Linked DNA regions of Gossypium arboreum: region 2 is linked to region 1. Evidence: chromatin contacts called from public Hi-C data. All regions are on one chromosome and are shown on one strand. Each heading gives the region's core, a stretch centred on a gene start, on an enhancer-like site or on the middle of the called end of the contact. The rest is flanking DNA. Distances are from core to core; before and after follow the strand shown.

Region 1 (4,461 bases), core at 687-3,186:
TCTCCTCTTTAGTTGTTAACCTATCTAAAAGAGACTATCTTTAATATCAATTGTTAGATCAAATAATCAAACCGAAATTTCCAAGAGGGGGTGAATTAACTTTTAAAATCTTTGTGAAAGCTAGAGAGAAAGGATAGAAAATTTTGACACAAGAATTTAGAGTGGTTCGGTCCCAATTGCCTACTCCACTACCTTAGCTTTCCACTACTAAGGAGTTTCTCAAATTCACTAATTTGATAACCTTTGAGGAGAAGGTTTAACCTTACAAACTGACTTAAGGTTTCTACTCAAACCTTAAGATACAAACTCTCTCAAAGATAAAAAAAGAAGCAAACAAAGAAATAATCCTTACTAGATCAATGTGTATGCAAATTAAATTCAATTACAATGAAGAACACTTGAGCAAATGGAATAAAAATAAAGATCACAAGTGTATGAAAGAAAAGTATGGAAATATTTGGCACAACGGTTGTTTGATTGATCTTTTTACTTGAATATACTTTCTTGTTGTTGTAGGATCTTTAGAAGCTAGTATTTATACCCCTAATTGATTTTCAACTGTTGTGGTTGTTGGAGATATGAATAAAGCCATTGGGGATGTGAAAACCAATGCATTTAATTCAGTTACAACAGTGAGTATTGATACCAGTTAAAATGGTATTGATAAATTTTGCATTAAATGCAAAATTCAGTGACTATTGGAGCTGAAATATCGGTACTAGACAAATTTTATCTATATCATATGAAAGGTATCGATAGCGAATTGATAGTTAGCTGAATTTGTGAAAAACATAATGCCAATTTGGTACCATATTTAAATGAGGTGTTGATATTTTGAAAACTATCGATACTTGGCCAAAAAGTACTGATACTTTTTAACTTGATTTTAAGGTTGATCCAAAAATTTCCTAAGAGTTTTAAGGTAAAGATTCAAAATTTTATCTCTTAGACTTCATTTGAGAAATCATTTTGTCAATTTTATTCAACTTTAACTTTACACTTTAATTTGTTATATTAAAACATATCATCAAATAAAAGCTTAATTTAACATAACTTATGAAATTAAGATACCCTTGTATATATTAACCCTTTTATAATTCTCATAATTCTTACTAAATTTAAAATAATTTTCTTTATTTTTTATAATTACTTGAAAATTCATGTTTAGGATAAATATGACTATCCTTGTCCAAGTTCAAATGTCGAGATACTTAAATATCAAAGTAAGTACTTAACCATGCAACTTTTCTTATTTAGGTGTTGAAAGTTTTTTTAAATCAAAGTAGGTCCCTAAAGTTTTATTCTATTATCACTTTAGGTATAAACTATTAACTCTTGTTAAAAGAAATTTAAACTAATCAGATTATGATACATGATGATTTTAATTTGTTACCACTTTAGGTACTTAAATTATGTAACTTTTCCTATTTAAGCACCTAACTTTTTTTTATTAAAGTAGGTACATGAACTTTTATTCTGTTATCACTTTAGGAATCAATTGTTAACTCTCTTTAAAAACAAAATTCAAACCAATCAAATTGTGACACATGATATTTTTAATCTGTTACCACTTTAGGTATAAAGTTTTTTTTTAAGTAAATTCCTAAAGTTTTATTTAGTTACCATTTTAGGTACCAACAGTCAACTCTTAGTAAATAAAGAATTCAAACCAATCAAATTATGACATGTGAAATGTTTAATTAAAATTGTAAATATTTTTATCTCATACTTAAACTTATCATAATTTGATTGGTTTGAATTTTTTAATAAAATTAACCGTTAATATCTAGAACTTTAAATACCTATTTAAAAAAAACGTTTCAGGTACGAAAAAATACATCATTTAAGTAACTATTTTTATATATATATATTTTAAATAATCATAAAAATTGTATTTATTTTAAATATTTTAAAAAAAATTGTATTTTTTTGTCTTTCTCTTCTTGTACCATCATATCAGCCCCTAGTAAAATTAGGGTCTCCACGGTAGTTTTACCCATTTAAATATTTTCACTTTCCCATGAATCATTTCACTTACCAGAACCTCTCTCCTTCCACGCGCAAGAAATCGCATCCAAACCCTTAAAGAAATCCGCCGCCGCTGTTTAACACCGTAATCGGTACCATTCAAGCCTTTCTCAAACTCAAACTAAGCCATTCATTCTCTATTTTCTAAATATACAAAGAAAATCACTAAAAACAGTTCTCACCACAGACAAAGCAAACTAGAATAACTCTATAATACCTTGCTCCGTCACCGAACACCGCCTTCGCCTGCCGTCCAATCAGCCACCGGTTTTGACTCGCGGCTTGTCCTCGACTTTGATGGCTTCCCCACTATCCGGATTTTGACTAGTGCTTTGGTTTCAAAGATCTGTAAGGGATGGCTCCTCCTTTTAATTGCTTCTCCGGTTTCTTTCTTTCTTTGTTTGCTGACTTTTGGTTTGGTTATGGGTGTTGATTTAGGGGATCGGTTAGGAGGTAGTGTGGTAGGGATTAGAAATGGTGATAGTGTACGTGTGCGGTGATATGGTTGTGACAGGCTTGAGTGGGGGTTTGCTGGGTTATTCAGGGTTTAGGGATGGTGCTAATAGTAGTTTAGGTGATGCATGTTGAACAGTGAGTGAAGGTTGTTGGGTTAATGGCTGGAGTTTGGGGTCAATAGAGCACATGTTTCGTGTGAGACTATGGTTGTGAAGGATGGTGTTTACTGGTGGACTCGATAAGGCTTGGTTAGTAGGGGTTTAAGAGAGGGCCATTTGGTGGCCGCAATGGGGCTAAGGATGATAGTCAGAGAGGGAGTAGGGATGGTGGGAGCCGAGAGGAGAGAGTTGTTGGGTTGGCGCAGCTTTGTTTCCTTGTACTCTCTCTCTCTTACTAACCTCCTTTATGCCTTTTTCAGGTGCTGTTTTAATTATTGGCTGAGATAAACAAACCCTAGACTGGTTGAATCAGCTAAGCCAACCGGAAGCCGAGATGTCGTCGACTCTACTCGAGGTGACTCGGGCTGCTCATGAAGATGTGGAACAGCTTGAGCGGCTTATAGTGAAGGACCTGCAAAATGATCCGCCTACTGCCAAAGATAGATTGTATCAGAGCCACCGCGTCCGCAATAATATTGACACCATCATCTCCACCACTGAGAAGCTAGTAATACTTCCCTATCCTATGTGAAATTGAGTTACTGCTATATCTTTATTTTGTGTTTATTTTTGTATTTATTTTTGAACGGCTTCAGATTGAGATATACGAAGATAAAGACAATGCTAGGAAAGATGAAATTGCTGCTCTTGGAGGTCAAACGGCTACTGGAATTAATGTCTTTAGTGCATTTTATGATAGATTGAAGGAGGTAACTGTTTACTTTGTTTTTAACCTGGAGACAAAAATGCTAACCTGGAATTTTGTACTAATCCTGCTTTTTTCTTAGAAGCATGAATAAATCTGAGTGATTTTGATTTTCAAAGTTTTTGTTTTAGCAAAGGAGGAGAAATTTAATCCAAAATTGATGTTTAGTGAAGTAATTGTTACTCAAATGCAGATTCGTGAGTACCATAGAAAGCACCCGGCTGCTCGACTTGTCAATGCTAATGAAGATGATGAGGCTTTACTCAAGGAAGAACCAGTTATTGAGTTCAGTGGCGAGGTCTCTTCTCACCCCCTCCCCAACACTTGCATACAATTAAGCACCTTTTGTTGCTGTAATTTCCTATTTTATGTGGTATTTTCTTTCTGCCATCTGGTGTTATTTGTTAGCTATTCATTTCAGGAAGCCTTTGGTCGGTACCTGGACCTGCACGAATTGTTCAATCAGTACATTAATTCTAAATTTGGATCCAAAATTGAATACTCAGCTTACCTCGACGTCTTTTCACAGCCGCACAATATCCCTTGGAAATTGAAGTCAACACGGTAAAATATGCTCAATTCTATTTTTAATCTTGCTTTTCTTTAGGTGCTTTACCACAGCTTAATTTCTTTCTGCGGTTCTACTTATTTGGCATGCTTCTTATACTGTATTTACAAATATTGTTATCTATAGGCAATACAGGGAGTACATGGAAAATTTGCTGGAGTATCTTATTTACTTCTTTCAGAGGACTGAACCACTGCAAGATCTTGACAGAATCTTTTCCAAGGTTTCATATTATTTACATCAAAAGTTAATTGAATATCTTTATCCAAAAATAGATTCTTAAACACTAGGATGCTATGATGCTAAACTCGAACCTATTTTGTAACATGGGGTTATTGATTTTTTAGAAAAAGAATTGACATGAGTGATGAGTCTTACGTGAGCTATAAATAAAATGGTTCTGATAAATTGAAATACATTTATGGTGTTTTGTGATAGGTTGAGGCTGAGTTTGAGGAGCAGTGGGCTAATGGCCAGGTACAAGGATGGGAAAAGCAAGGTCAAGAAAATGAAGATGATCCTGCGCAACATACCATGATTGATCT
Region 2 (4,267 bases), core at 1,088-3,587, 190 kb after region 1:
GCCTGACTGGAAATGTCAAATTGGTGGGCAAAAACATGTGAACTTGGTTTGTTAACCCTCGGGTCCGACACCGGCGATGGTCTCGGGTTTGGGGTGTTACAATATCATTTAATAGCTATAACCCAAAACATATTTATATAAGTACCAATATTAACTTATACTTCATTTACAAACATTATCCAAAATGACAAGTATAACATCCTAGATACATGCCATTTACCAAAAAGAAATGTACATCACCACTTTGAGTTCGGGATCGGCTCTGGATGCTGATTCAAAGATCTGACTTTACCTAACCTGCTCACGGAAACAAATCGTACGTTGAGTATAAACTCAGTGGTATTTCTATAATTCGAATACGTATTAAGCAAAAATTTATATTATTTATATATATATATTCACACAAACATAATCATTCAAACAATTAATCAATTTCTTATACATATCATTCATAAAACTTTCAATTATCATCTCTTCTATATCAATATCATAATTGCTATTCAATAACTTTTCATAATAAGATACTCAATTCAATTTCAATATTAATATCCTTTTCATGAATCCATGATTCATGCAATGCATTTCAATTGCATATTTCATTTCCTTTTTCATTCCAATCCAATTCAATATCATTCAATACCATTCAATAATAATCAATTCTTCAATACATTTGTACATCCCTATTAACATGACTTGGACTTGGACGGATACGCGGATCCAACCAAAACACACCAGTACGGCACTCAGTGCCTCATTGGCCATGCCGAAGTGAATCGATACCTAGTACCTCATCGGATTTAATCTGAAGCAATAATACGACACATAGTGTCTCATTGGAATTATCCGAAGCAATATTACGACAGATATAGTGCCTCATCGACTCGAGGTCGAAGTATCCCTGAACACTTCTAATCCTATGGTATGCCAACTATATCTGACTCAACCCAATATAGTTAATAGGGTATTCAATTCATTTCTCAATTCATAGTAATTATACATTTCAATATCAATTTCACAATAGTCACAAATCATCGTAGTCTCAATTCAGTATCAATATAATAACAAATAATACTCAATTCAATTCCATTTTATTCAATTCAACACCACAATTATCCAATATTCAAATTCATATTAATCACAAATTCACATACATTCAATTCAATATCAAAACACTAATACTTACCTTAATATCTTTTCATACACATATAATCAAAATTCAACAATTAATAATTAAATTCGGATTATAGAAATACAAACCGTATTTTTTTGAGTCACTCGTTGTTGACTTTCTCTTTTCCCTTTTTAGCCAATGTTTCCGGTTCAACGTTAGCTATTAAGCTTTAAACCTTGAAACCTCTATTTCCCATTTCTTTCTTTCTTTTCTTTCTTCTCCCTGTTTTTGGTTTGGCTATTCTATTTCTTTTCTAACTTTGTTTCTTTATTTCTTTATTTAATTTATGTTTTATTAGATTATATTATATTAACTTAATAATTATTTCTTAAATTAAAAGTAAATACATATATTTATTACAAATGTATATGTATATTATTTAATACATATGTATTTTATTTTTACCACACACTTAGCACTTATGGCTTAATTGCTAATTTAGTCCCTCATCTTTTCTTTATTCTACAATTAAACTTTCACGCTTTATTCAATTTAATCCTTACACTAAATTAACCTTAATTCAAGCTAATTTGCCTAGCCAAAACCTAATTAACCTCACAATTAACTTCGTAAATATTTTTAATAAATATTTATGAACCCGTTTTACTAGAACAATGACTCGAAAATGCACTTTTCTAATAATTGTAAATTTCAAGTCTTACACCCATGGTAATAATAATTTCAAAATTACAATGCTTTCAATTCTATTGATATATGTGTTTTGTTGATTGTTATTGCAACCAGTTCGACATGAACTTGATTCAAGTGAAGTAATTGATATCTCAAAACTGGATACTGACAAGTCTTCAGTAATTAACCTTCAGGCTGCTTAAATAACAAGAACTGTGTTTTTTAAATGAACTTTGATGAGGATGAAGATTTTTGAAGAATGAAGATCTTCATTTTGGTGGCCTTTGATAGAAGCTCTCGACAATGGTGGATAGAGTTATAAAAGGAAGAAAAATAATAAGAAAAAAATTTAAAAATATATATTTAAATTATGTGATAATAACAACGTCACCATTTGATGGGCCAGCTATGTATTTGTCCAACACTTAATGGCTGCTAATGGAAAGTGACCAAATTGTTATTAATTGATAACGCCTGTGACCTACTTGTTAGAATTGAAACATTGATGACCAAGACGTAAACTTAAACAAAGATATAGGATTATTTTTGTAGTTTAACCTAAATATAATATAGGGTACAAGGTTTTTTTTTGCCACCAGAGTACAGCGTTTAGTAACCCTACATTTTTGTTCATTTATTTTGAACCGTCTTTCCTCTTTCTTCTATCATCTTCCTCCTACCATCGTCCCTCTTCTCTGTCTCGTCTCCGTAAATCAGTTTTGTTTTCTTCTCTTCTCATCTCAGTTTGCATTCACCGCCGTGTCCGCTAGTTTATGCTGGATCTGACCCGTATCCTGTGTCGGAATCCGTGTCGGGTAGTGTCGACACAGGTCCTGTACCCCAGATTGCCGAGTCCTGGTAACGAAGGTGAGAACAATTAGGAAAAAAATTGTAGGACAACTAAGGTCACTCTCTGTTATATGATGTTAATTCTATGATTACAGAAATCACTGAGGATGAAGAGAAAAGCAGGTAATTTAAAGTCGAAAAAGGGGAACAAAATAAAGAATTCACGAATGCAGCTTGTTAAAGAAAATGATATTGTTCAACGAGTTAGTGAATTGAAGTCTGAGGAAGATCATGATGCTAATGAATCTAAGATAGCTAAAGCGAAGAAGGATTTGAAAAGAACATCGAAAACCAAGTTCGAGGAGTATCTTGAAATGGAGATGCCAAATTCGGACATGCTTGCACAAGAGGACTTGGAATTGGAGAAGAAACTTGCTAAGAAACTCAAGGTGAAGGGTGGTAAATTAAGGGGAGATGATGATGGGCTTAATATTTTATTTGAAGGATTTTCTGATGAGGAAGCTGTGAACCATTCTTTAAGTAAGAAACGAAAAAAGAAAAAGTCAGTGCAGCAGGCTATCAAAGATGATATTGGAGATGACTCAACTAATGAAGCTTCCGAAGGGGAGGAGTATTCAGAGACAACAGTGGAAGAAATTCCTGTGAAGGCACCTTCACAAAAGAGGCGTAAGAAGAGGAAGTCTTTGCTGCAAGGACAAGAAAGTGACATTGTGGGTGAAACTGCCCTTTCTGTTACCCCGCATTCTGAATGCCACAATGCAGAGGTAGCGTCAGGTGAAATTTCAACTAAGGCTCTTGGAATGGAGAGCAGCGGGAAATATGTTGCTCCTCACTTGAGATCCCAGACAAAGAATGAATCAGAGGAGCAGACTCGAATGCGCAGACGTGTACGAGGTATGGATATTCACTTTTAATGAACTTTAGTAAGTTCACTTCTCGTTTTTGGAATTTGACATGCCACTTATTTTTCTCTATGTTCCAGGTCTTCTTAATAGGCTTTCTGAATCTAACGTGGAATCAATTACAGGAGAAATGGCCACAATTTTTCGTGTATGCTGCTATGCTGTCTATAGCTTTTTGTTTCAATAGACTTCATATCAAGCCTTCTGAATCTTACTGCAATTGATTTAAGCTATATATGCACTCTCACTCTGAGTAAATATAATTGGTTGTTATATTAATCTTTTCTAGCATAAGTGCATAAAACTGGTACAGTTGTTTCCAACTAGGTTAATACAGGGGCTGTGGTTTTACTGAAACTGCATTTACGAGTTTGTTGGTTAATTTTAGGAAGTTAATATAATACCAAAACAACTTCCATTCTTGTGATAGGTTTTCAAAGAAATTAGCATGCGGTTGCCTATGCAGTATCCTCTGCTTTTACATTTGGAAATTAAAAGGTATAATGTTAACTATATAATTTTACTCTTTGACAGTCTGTTAGTCGCAGTGTTAGCTCCCAGATTATCAGTGAGGAGGTCTTGGCATCTTGTTACAATGGTCCACGTGGCAATGAACAGTTAAGAGCAATCTTGCCTATCTCTTTATTTGTATAATTCTCCATTATAAGTAAAAAAAGTCCTTTCTTTTTTTTTTTTTTTTTTTTTTTCTCCTAAAAGGTCTCCTTCCTCTTTAATTCTGTCATCTTTCCTTTAA

Evidence for each region. Hi-C and Micro-C count contacts between places; a contact is called where the count stands out from the background.
Region 2: a contact with region 1 is called in a Hi-C map of leaf, with 2.7 times the contacts expected there. The contact joins the promoter of LOC108473839 here to the promoter of LOC108473467 in region 1. A contact is called at or near these places in 2 of 5 Hi-C or Micro-C datasets (both in leaf).

What each region holds. Positions count from the first base shown.
Region 1 is chr11:101,306,582-101,311,042 of ASM2569848v2, forward strand. It overlaps LOC108473467 (splicing factor SF3a60 homolog), which reads left to right and starts at 1,937. Exons shown (of 12, transcript XM_017775035.2): 1 at 1,937-3,150; 2 at 3,239-3,352; 3 at 3,542-3,646; 4 at 3,770-3,912; 5 at 4,043-4,139; 6 at 4,355-4,461. The coding sequence starts at 2,977.
Region 2 is chr11:101,491,200-101,495,466 of ASM2569848v2, forward strand. It overlaps LOC108473839, which reads left to right and starts at 2,338. Exons shown (of 12, transcript XM_017775622.2): 1 at 2,338-2,668; 2 at 2,746-3,505; 3 at 3,594-3,661; 4 at 4,048-4,130. The coding sequence starts at 2,758.